Regions from separate parts of the Ovis aries genome. Here region 1 is linked to region 2. The links are chromatin contacts, called in public Hi-C maps. All regions are on one chromosome and are shown on one strand. Each heading gives the region's core, a stretch centred on a gene start, on an enhancer-like site or on the middle of the called end of the contact. The rest is flanking DNA. Distances are from core to core; before and after follow the strand shown.

What was found. Hi-C and Micro-C count contacts between places; a contact is called where the count stands out from the background.
Region 1: a Hi-C map of tail adipose tissue shows a contact between it and region 2, with 2.4 times the contacts expected there. The contact joins the enhancer-like site here to the promoter of KLF13 in region 2. A contact is called at or near these places in 3 of 16 Hi-C or Micro-C datasets (mesenteric adipose tissue, muscle and tail adipose tissue).

The regions. Positions count from the first base shown.
Region 1 is chr18:25,516,978-25,522,702 of ARS-UI_Ramb_v3.0, reverse strand. It overlaps LOC121817094 (a long non-coding RNA gene), which reads right to left. Exons shown (of 2, transcript XR_006056833.2): 2 at 488-4,344. Among named protein-coding and RNA genes, the nearest start is that of KLF13, 76 kb to the right of the region's middle. Within about 2 kb of position 4,127, at least 8 of the 54 cell types and tissues checked have an H3K27ac peak or open chromatin away from gene starts, as enhancers often do.
Region 2 is chr18:25,439,361-25,445,082 of ARS-UI_Ramb_v3.0, reverse strand. It overlaps KLF13 (KLF transcription factor 13), which reads right to left and starts at 1,672. Exons shown (of 2, transcript XM_004018077.4): 1 at 692-1,672. The coding sequence starts at 1,280.

The DNA.
Region 1 (5,725 bases), core at 2,878-5,377, 75 kb before region 2:
AGTCTTTATTAAATTTGTTACAATTGTTGTTCAGTCTGTAAGTCATGCCTGACTCTGCGACCCCAGGGACTATAGAACGCCAGGGTTCCCTGTCCTCCACTGTCTCCCGGAGTTTGCTCAAATTCAGGTCCATTGAGTCGGTGATGCTATCTACCTATCTCATTCTCTGCCATCCCCTTCTCCTCCTGCCTTCAGTCTTTCCCAGCATCAGGGTCTTTTCCAATGAGTTGTCTCTTTTTGCTTCTGTCTTATGTTTGGTTTTTTAGTTGCAAAACATATGAGATCTTAGCTCCCTGACCAGGGATCAAACCCCTATTATCTGCAATAGAAGGTGAAGTCTTAACCACTGGACCACCAAGGAAGTCCTCAACGTTTTGTTTACGATAAAACAAAGACCAATCTCTTTGCCACCAATGAGAGGGTTGGGGATATGCCAGATCCATTCATTTCCCTGCTGAGAAACAAAATGAATAATGACACCAAGCAATGCACTTCAAAAACAACTTTTTATTTAAAAATGATCGATGCCATCAGTTAGATTTTTTGATACCATGTGTTAAAAAGTTCTTCTCTGGGTGCTTGAAAGAGAGATGCAATAGATATAATCACAAATCACTGCCTCTAAAGGAAAAATGTTTTATGCATGTAAGAATTAAGATTTTAAAATTTAAAAAAAAAAAGAATAAACATAAAAAAAAAATTAAAAAAAAAATAAATAAATAAAAGTAGCTTTAACCTTTGAATATTTTTTGAAGGCTCTTCCCCACCACTTTCCAGGGACGGGGGAGCCTGGTGGGCTGCCGTCTATGGGGTCGCACAGAGTCGGACACGACTGAAGCGACTTAGCAGCAGCAGCAGCAGCACCACCACCACTTCCACCCTCCAAAAACACCCCTAGGGCCCTTTCCCACTTGGTCAATGCTTGTGCTTATTTCCTGCTGCAGGTAATGTGATTCTGGCAGCCATATGGCAGGTGCTTTGTGACCATGGATGAAACCCATTGGGTTTCATCTCCTGTGGATGCCCTGGACTCCCAGATGCCCAAGGATGGGTGGTGAAAATCATGCCTCAGGAGAGGGCAGCGGGTCCCTGAGCAGAACCTGGCTGTGAAGAACGCTTGCTGGGGATCCCTGTCTCCTGAAAGTGGTCGGGTAATAGTTGCGATGCTCCTTTGTCTTTGCTTTCTGTTACAGATAGTGATGAACAGAATATTTGGGTCCCCATCAAAATTCATATGCGGAAATTCTATGCCCCAATATGATGGCATTTGGAGGTGGGACCTCTGGGGTGATTAGGTCATGGGGGTGAGGAGCTTGTGATGGGATTAAGGTCCTTATAAGAAGAGGCCAGAGCTGCTTCTCTCTCTCTGTCCTTCCACCTCTCTCCCTCTCCTTCCACCTCTCTCCACCTCCCTCCTCCCCCCATGTGAGAACACAGCAAGGAGAAGGCCCTCTGCAAACCCTGTAGATGGCCTGGGCCCTGGAGTGCTGCTTCCCCCCACTGCTCCCCGCTCTACCTGGCCTGGAGCTGAGAAAGTGCTCGGTGGACCTTTGCTGGAGGAGAGGCCCAGAGAGGGTGGAGGAGCTGGAGGCAAGGCCAGGGGACAGCAGGGACAGAGGGACGGCTAGGGTGCACACCTTTCAGGAGCACTGGAGGCCAGTCCCCGGAGGCTCAGGGCCGGACGGGGTGGGGAGGGCCAGCTGGGCAGAATGAAGAACAGCAGGGCTGGGAGGACTGACAAAGGGGCAGGACCCACCAGGAGCGACCCCTGGCAGGGCAGAGGGCCTGAGGGAAGAGGGCTGCACGCATCTGCCAGTCAGCTGCTTCTTGGAGGAGAAACGAACCTCAGACAGAAGGTCTGGGTAGGGTGGCCAGATTAGAAAGAATAAAATGTAGGATACCCAGTTGAATCTGAATTTCTTATCAATGATGAAGACAATATTTAGAACATACTTACACTAACAACAGCTTTCCATTGATTTTCCACTCAAATTTAACTGGTGTAGCGACTTAGCAGCAGCAACAGCAGTAATCTGTTGGGGCTGCTAGAACAGAATTCCAGAGCCTGAGCAGCTTGTATACAACAGAGATTTGTTTCTCATGGTTCTGGAGACTGGGAAGTCCCATGATCAAGGTGCTAGCAGGGTCATGTGTGGTGAGAGCCCACTTCCTAGTATTTTATTTATTTATTTATCCTTGGCCACGCCGCACGACGTGTCATGTTGGATCAAACCCCAGTCTCTGCACTGGGAGCCAGACTCTTAGCCACTGGACCACCAAGGAAGTTCCTCTGTGCTGTCCTTAGAGGACACCAATCCCATTCATGAAGACCCCACCCTCATGACCTCCCAAAGGCCCCCTCTTCATCCCATAACCTAGGAGATTAGGGCTTAAGGTAGGAATTGTGGGTGCAGGGTTGTCACATAGAAACTGAGACCACAGCATGTGGGCGTCAGGATTTTCTCTGGCAAGCGCAGCTTAGTGACCTGAGGGACAGGTGTCCTCTTCAACTACCCAGGCACAGAGGTGGGAGAAGGACCATCTCTGCTTATGTTGACGTTAAACCATCACAAAAACTCCGTTCCTAGAATTCATCTCTCTTCCTATCTGAATCCTCTGAATCTTGGGACTTCTCTTGAGATGGAAATCAACCTGGGAGAAAGGAAAGAATTGAGAACCTGCCACTGCTAATCACCCGTCACTGGACTGCTCGGCCAGCCACAGGCCTGTGGGCAGGGTGAGCTTGGTGGGGCTTGGGGGAAGGGCGACCCAGGACGCGCAGGCTGAGGGCCCTATGGCTTCATACTCCGAGAGACCATCTACCTCCTGGCCTCTGCAGCCCTGGACCATGGAGGCTGCTCCCTCCTAACTGTGGAATTACTTACTAAAGTCTGAGAAATAGCAGAGCAGAGCAGCAGGGGCTCAAAATGGGCTCAGAGGCCACAGGCAAGGGGAGGGGCAGCAGCAGGGAAGGGACCAACCCTTGCTACAACCCTCTCCCTGCCCCCAGGGTGGATGTAGGGGTGAGGCTGGCATGTCTGATGGTCTTGCCTGCAAGCCTCCGAGAGAAAAGACTACCAATGTCAGGCCTGGCAGGGCAGCCACAAGCTTGGCTGTGATGTGGCCTTCATGGAAGGAAAAGGAAGTGAGTGTACAGGAGGCCTTGGCTGAGGGGAATGAGTGCCTCTGTGTGTGTGTGCGCGTGCGCATGTGTGTGCACATGTGCATGTCCATGCCTGCTAGCATGTCTGCCCAGGGAGGTGTCTCTGGTCTCTCTGGGGATCTCCTGTGTACACATTATGCCCATCTCAGGGGCACGTTTCTTTTTTCTTCTTTTTTAAATTATGAAAGTATGATAACATTTACAGGAAACTTGGAAAATACAGAACAAAGTCACATATAGTTCCACTACATATTACAATTATTTTTTAAGTAAATAAATCAAGATTTTTAACTGGAGTTTCAATATCAGACTCACAAAAAATTAATAGAAAGAAAAGACAGAGAAGTAGAAGCATATAGTTAGATCTGAAAAGCACCATGAACCAATTCAATACAATAAAGATCTATACAATTTTCACACAACAGCAGGATACAAATTCTATTCAAGTTCCCATAGACTATAAATCAGGAGACACTGGAACATATCCAGGGGCGTAAAACAAGGTGCAAAAATTTCCTGGTCTAAAGGTGATGAAATCATACAGTCTGTTCTCTTATCACGGTGAAATTATATTAGAAATTAATATCAAAAGATATTTGAAAATAACCCACATATTTTCAAGTGCGATGTGACTGTTACCAAGAGAGACCTCTGACTTAGCCATTGAAAGGGGGGTATAGTTCTTCCTCCACAGCCACCCCCCAATTCTGCGGCAGGGAGGATAGAGGGGCGACAGGCCTGCTCTGTTCCAGGCTGAGATCTGGTTGTCTCCTCTCTCTTGCTGGAAGGTGTCCTGTGCGGGTTTCCCTCTGATTCCAGGTGCCCGGAGCCTCCATCTGCTGCAGTCCACGGTGGGCAGGGGCCGCTGGGGTGGGAAAGTTTGAGGTGAGTCACTCTTAGCTCCCCGGCCCAGACATCTCCTTGCGCCAAGTTGACTGCAGTGGGGGGAGGCGGGGCCGGAGTTCCGGTTTGTCTGGAAGTCCGGGTAAATAAACAGGAAATTCCCAAGCAGCTCGTGAAAATGACTCTGCGTCCAGTGGGGGTGCAGATGGAGAGTCTTTTGGAAAAACAGGACTCAACGTTCACACTTTCTTCCCAAGCTCACTTTTCCCCAAAGAGATGTTTTGATAAAGTTGTGAATAGACTTTACACATGCATGATAGAAGGACGTGGAAAGCAATCTGAAAAGGGGTGGAAACCAGATTTAGGAAAAGAGAACAGTGAGGCAGGGAACTGGGGTCTGGTCACCCACACTCCAAGGCAGCATCCGCCCATCTGCAGAGTGTGTGTGTTGTTTGGGTGTCCTGGCTGGTGTGAGCCCGGATGAAGATGCCGGATGAGAACTTCTCCACCCATGCGAGCTAACTGTGTGCATATCAAATACAACATCAAAAGCAGAATTCTGGGAACTCCCTGGGGGTTCATTGGTTAAGACTGCCTTCTGGGCGTCCCTGGTGGCTCAGTGGTAAAGAATTCGCCTGCCATTCAGGGAATATGGGTTGAATCCCTGGTACAGGAAGATCCCATATGCAGCAGAGCAACTAAACTTGTGTGCCACAACTACTGAGCCTGTGCTCTAGAGCCTGTGCTCCGCAACAAGAGAAGCCCATGCACCACAACTAGAGAGTAGCCCCTCCTTGCTGCAACTAGAGAAAAGCCTGAAGAGCAATGAAGACTGAGCGCAGCCAAAAATAAACAAATAAATAAAAATTTAAAAGACTTCATCTTTCAATGCATGGGGTGCAGGTTCGATCTCTGGTCAGGGAACTAAAGTCCCACATGCAGAAGCAATATTGCAACAAGTTCAACAAAAACTTCTAAAATGGTCCACATCAAAAAAAATATCATTAAGAAAATGAAGCAGAATCCTGCTTTCCAGCAGCAGACGCGGCCCACTGTGTGAGTGGACAGCCCTAGCCTGAAATTGTGCTTCCTGATGAGCTTGTTTCTTTGATCACAAGCCCTCCTTTGTCACTTGCCTTCACTGTTTTGAGTCCCTTTGCAAGATCACACAGAGAAGGCAATGGCAACCCACTCCAGTACTCTTGCCTGGCAAATCCCATGGACAGAGAGCCTGGTGGGCTGCAGTCCACGGGGTCGCTAGGAGTAGGACACGACTGAGCAACTTCACTTTCACTTTTCACTTTCATGCATTGGAGAAGGAAATGGCAACCTACTCCAGTGTTCTTGCCTGGAGAATCCCAGGGATGGGGAAGCCTGGTGGGCTGCTGTCTATGGGGTTGCACAGAGTCGGACATGACTGAAGCGACTTAGCAGCAGCAGCATATATATATATGTATGGGGGCTTGATATATGTATATACATATGTGTGTGTGTGTGTATATATATATATATATAGAGAGAGAGAGAGAGAGAGAGACTTCCCTGATGGCTCAATGGGTAAAGAATCTACCTGCAATGCAACAGACACAGCAGACACGGTTTGATCCCTGGGTTGTGAAGATCCCCTGGAAAAGGGCATGGCAACTCATTCCAGTATTCTTGCCTGGAGAATCCCATGGATAGAGGAGCCCGGCAGGCTACAGTCCAAAGGGTCGCAAA
Region 2 (5,722 bases), core at 423-2,922:
TTGGGTCTGGCGCGCCCCCGCCGGCCGGATGGGCGGGGCTCCCACAAAGAGCCCCGGACGAGGACCCGGGACCGCCCCCCGCGTCGGCAGCCTCTGGCTCCGGTTTCGACAAATTAAACCTTAGAACGCTGGAAAAATTACAGGAAGAGGAGAGCGAAGAATGTGCCGAGTGGCTGGAGAAAGCCCTGTCCCCGCGTGAACTTCGCCCGCCGCGCGCCCGGGCCGGGCCCGCCCCTGCTGAGCGCGCGCCCGACCGACGGGGGAGGGGCCAGGAGAGGACACCCGCTCCCCGCGGCTCCCGGGCGTCCGGGCCGCCAATCTCCCCGGGTGCCACTTGCGACCCCCATCCAGCTCGCCCGCACCTGCCCGCGCGCCCCCGGGCCTGGGCGGGGTCCCCGCCCCGGGGCCCGATGACGACACTCGCCCCCGCGGCCCCGCCCGAGCGCGCCGGAGGAGGGGGCGTGCCCGGCGGGGGCGCGGTCGCCGGGCGGGTGCCGGCTCCCAGCGCACAGACCCGCTTCGCGCGGCGCGCAGTGTCGCCCGCAGCCCAGAGCCACGGGGAAAGGGGCGAGGCCCCGACCGTTCCCGGCCCGATCGCCCTCGCACCCAGCTGGTGGCTCCGGGGGCGTGGCTGGGCGACTAGCACTGGCCCCGGATCGCTTGCTCGGGGCTCCCGGGCCGCCCCACTGACCTGTGTGAGTTCTCAGGTGCGCCTTGAGGTGCGAGGATTTCCCGTAAACTTTCTCGCAGCCCGCGTAGTGGCACTTGTGCTTTCTCTGCGGGGACTCGAGGTCGGTGCGACTTCGGCCCCGCCGGCCCCTTTGTCTGAGGCCGGGCTCGCCGCTCCCCGCGGGCCCCGGCTCTCGCTCGGGCTCCAGCCCCGCCTCGGGTTCGGGCTCGGGCTCGCTCCACGCCGGGCTGAGGGGCGCGGCCGCCGCGCCACTGGCGCCGGGGAAGGCGGGCTCGGGGGCGGGTGGCGGCGCCGGTGGTAGGCGGCAGGGGGTCCTCGCCTTCCGGGCCGCGGCGCCTTCTCTGCGCTCCGCCGGGGCGGGCGCCGGCGCTTGCTGGTTAAGGTCCGCTAGGATCCGCGCCACTACGAAGAGCGAGGCACTGTCCTTGCCGTCGCGGCGTTCTTCGACGCGGGGCAGCGTGGCGGCGACAGTGGCCGCGCCCTCGGGTCCGGGCTCCGGCCCCTCCCGCGGCCCGTGCACGACCGCGCGGTTCGACATGGACACGAGGCACTCGGCGGCGAAGTGGTCCACATAGGCGGCTGCTGCCATGCTGCGGGATCCAGCCGGCGGACGGGCGGCACTGCTGGTTGCTGCGAGTCGTCAGCGGCGCATCCGCACCCACGGCCTCCGGAGAGCGGGCGGGGGGCGGGGGCGAGGCGCGCCCTCTCCGCGGGCTGGGCTGGGCGCGCAGCCGCCTCTGCCGTCACCCGCGCGGCTCCGCGTCTACTAGGCGCCCGCCCGGCTGGGCTCCGAAGAGTGAACGCATGGGGGGCGCGGGCGAGTGGGATCCCCACGCGACGTCAGGGGCGGCCTGTCCTAAGGATGCCGAGCGGCGACGTTAGGGACGACCGCGCCAAGTCGCGGCCGCAGCCTCGCCGCGCATTGTGGCAGGCGGGACAGCAGCCGTGCGCGCCGCGGCTCGGTGTGGGCGGCCCGGCTCCGGGGGTGGGCGGGGCCGGGGCCACATCTGGACCCGACGTCAGCCCCCAGCCACATCCTGGCGGCGCAGGTTACAGGCGGCGGCGGCGGCCGCGGGGAGCCGCGCACGCGGAGGGGGCGGGGATCCTGGAGCGCGCACCGGCGGGATGGAGCGGTCGCGCGCCCGCCTCTGGGGAAGGGGCGTGGTCGAGGACAAGGACTGGCGCCATTGGTTCGCGGGTACGCGGCCCGGCCAATCCTCACAGTGAGAGACTCCCACTCGGCCTAGGGGCCTGCGCGTGCCAATGGGCGTGCCCCCTTGGCGGCGGGAGGAGGGGCGGAAATTAGAGCCGTGAGCCGGGCACGCTGACGCACCACGTCCGAGGGCGGCAGGCTGGGGCGTGGCCGCGCGGGTCGCTCCCCCACCCCTCAGCGGCTGGGACCCCGCGGGGTATTTTCCTGCTGGAGCTTTTGTACGGTGACAGCCTTGAACCCCGGCGCGGAGGCGAGCGCTCAGGAGGGCGCCCCTTTGTCCCTCCCGCCCCGCCTCTGCCGTGCGCCGGGTGGGCGCGCCCTGCGGGGCTCGCCTCCGCTTCTCCCTTTCCCCTCCCGAGCGAGGTGCCCAGCTCGGAGGCGTGTCCGCTCTGGCCAGCTCGGAACAACCCCGCCGCACCCCGCCGAAGCTGGGTTCCTGGGCGGCCGCGCCCCAAGATTCGGGCCGCTCGCCCGCTGCAAGCTCCTCCCCTGCCGAGCCCGGTGTTCGGCGCGGCCCAGCAGGGAGCGGGGTCTCGGGTGGGGCAGGGGATGCACTGACGGGAGGGACCTGGAGCTCCCGATCGTCCCGGGCAGCCGGGAACTGGGAACGGCCGCACCGCCCTTGAGCCTGGGTCAACCGGAGGCGGACTGGCACCAGGCTGGTGGTTAGCCTGGCGGCGTGGGTGACGTGCCCATCGCGTCCCATGCTCGCAGGAGTGAACTACGTGCCGGGGCGCTGGCGCCGCTGCTCATGGAACGCGGGGCCCCTTCCGCTGCCTCCCCTCCCCAGGCCCGCTGCCAACTTCTCCCGGCTGCCCCTCTCTTTCGCCGCCGGGGAGGCTTCCGACACCACCGACTGCGCGGGCCCCGCCCACAGCGCCCCGCCCGCCCGCTGCCTGGCCCCGCAGAGGAAATGCTCCCTGCCCTGCCCCGCCCACTTGCCCTTGGCTCTCGCCGGCGCCCTCACCCTCGCTGTCTCCGAGATCACCCCACCGCCCTTCTCCAGGCCTAGGCCATCAGCTTAGAGGCTAGAGGCTTGAAGCCGAGCGCAGCAAGCCCCTGGCTGGAGAGACCGGCCGGGGTCTGCAGCCCTTAATGGACATTCAAACGTGTTAGCTGCCCGCGCGGGGAGAGTGGAAGGAGGGCAGCCCAGGCACTGGATCCCTCGGACCAGAGAAGAGGGGTGGGTGGGACAGAGTCGTTCGGCGCACAAAATTAAGAGCAGCCATTTCACACCAAATTATCTTGGGGCTTGGGTAGAAAAAACTTTCCAGGTCACCAAGGACAAACGCGTTTTGGGTTGCATGTTGTGGTGACCTGTAAACTGGTGTGGACGTCTGGGCTCCCTGGGAATCTGTGACTAAAACCCTAAAGTTCCAGCTCACTGGTGGGCGCCCCCTGCGAAGACCACACAGTGTGCTCTGCAGCGGTGGGGCTCTGTACTGGGCCACTGGGTCAGACTCCTCCTCTAAGAGGGTCTCCTACTGGCAGGAAGTAATCTCTCTTTTCCCAGGCAACTTGTATTGATGACATTTAAGAGATTTGTGTTCTGACCAAATAATGATTCAGACTGTTCCTGCAGTCTCACCACATGTCACAATCAGTCACTTCATTAAGGATGGAGCTGGCCCTGTGCTGACTTACCAGCCATCCACCCCCCCCCCCCCCCCCCCACTCTCTCCAGCAAGCAGGATTCTGCTCAATCTCCAAGGTACCACTAGCTCCATGACCCACCCCTCCCCAGCCCTTGACACACTCCAGCCTGGGCACACCCTGGCAGGCCTCTTAGGAGTAGGCGCCCTTCTAGGCGTTGGGCTACAAGTGACCATCCTCTGTTCTGGGTGAGAGACATAGGCCTGGGTCAAGGGTCCTCCGCAGGCACACACACCCCCACCCCCATCCACAGCCCAGAACAGTCCCAGGTCTCTGCATGGATGCAGCCTCCCTGAGTGTTTTGGCTGCACTCTCAGAGCATCCTGGGGGGCAAAACTCACACCCTAGGCCTGCTTCTCCGGCCTTTAATGGTTGTTCATAGGAGGTCCTGGGGCCCAGTAACCCTCATCCCAGCCCCACATGGGAGTGTCTTTCAGATACATACATTCTCTTCCTCAGGGGAAAATCTCACCATAACCGCTGGCCTGTGTTATTCTTGCTTCATCAGATTTTGACAGATGTGGCTTCTCTATGTCTGAGGGTGGGTGGGGATCAAGTGTCAGGTGGAAGGAATGGAAACAAAAACAGAAGCTGCAGGAGACCCAGGTTCAGTCTCTGGGTGGGAAGATCCCCTGGAGGAGGAAATGGCAACCCACTCCAGTATTCTTGCCTGGAAAATCTCATGGACAGAGGAGCCTGGTGGGGCATATGGTCCGTGGGGTCGCAAAGAGTCAGACACTACTGAGCACACAATTCAGGGTGGGAAAGATCAGCCCAGAGCAAGTGAATGGGGATGTGTCTGGAGAGTGGAGAGGCTGGACTGGAAAGGGGGCTGAGGTTTCCACTGGAGATGGCAGATGGATGGTGTGTGTTGACTCTGACTTGTGGAACCTCCTTTCACAGCAGTGTTTGCCTGTTGTCAGAAAAAAACTGGCAAGAATAGGGCAAGCAAGGGAACAAGTAACTGCAACACAGTTGTTGAAGCTGAAATACTATACAGATCTGAGACAATGAAGTCTTGAAATGGTAGCGGAGTGGGATAGGGTGTGGGGAGCCAAGAAAAAAACTCTGGAGTCCCCAAAAGGTCCACCAATGGATGGCACTAGGCACCTCTGGATGGGGGTTTGAATGGGGGCTAAGATAATAACTGGCTGAAAGTCTGCGGGAGTTGGTTATGGACAGGAAGGCCTGCTGTGATGCGGTTCATGGGGTCGCAATGAGTCGGACACGACTGAGTGACTGAACTGAATTGCTTAAGAAGCACCCAGACTGTCTCAGCAGATCTGTGCTGCCTTCTCCATCCTGACCAAAGATGGGATGTCTGTCATCTAAAGAAGGTTAAAGGGTACTTCCCTGGTGGTACAGCAGTTAAAACTCTGTGCTTCCAATACTGGGGTCATGGGTTCATTCCCTGTTCAGGGAACTAAGATTCCACATGTTGCCCAGCATGGTCAAATTAAAATAATAATAATAATATAAATAAGGTAAATGGAAGCAACTTGGGATGCGAGATACCATGCACAGTGAAGGGCAGAGATGCCATAATAGGAACAGAGGAGTTAAATGAACCTGTAGATATTAGATGCTGAGGCCATGTTCCAGCTTCCCTTCTGGGTTTTCAGAACACGGGCAGCCAAGAGGCTAGAAGGGTCTTTCCTGGGGCATTAAAAGAGGCCAAGGGGAATACCCTAGTTTCCTTACATCTGCAGCTGCCCAGTGGAACCACCCACCAGACCACACTCCAGGGAAGGCTGCGCTTCCCGAGCCCCTACAGATACAGAGCCTCTAATCCAGCTTTCACAGGTGGCCAGAGCTGATCCAGCATCTCAGGAAATCCTGTGTCATGAAATCTAAAGCCCCAGTAGATTTTTTAACAGCAACTTGGAGGAAACAGAGACTGTGCAGAGAGAAGTACACGGCAATGTAATCATCAATCGAAGTCATGTCGTCAGAGTAACTAAAGAAAATACAACAACCCATGAAGGGAGGCCATGTATAAAGAAATTTTCGGTGAACAAACAAAAAGTGTTCATAGAAATTTGAAGTAGTGGAAATAAAGGGCTTCCAGGTGGCTCAGTGATAAAGAATCTGCCTGCCAGTGCAGGAGACATAGGTTTGATCCCTGGATCAGGAGGATTCCCTGGAAGAAGAAATGGCAATATTCT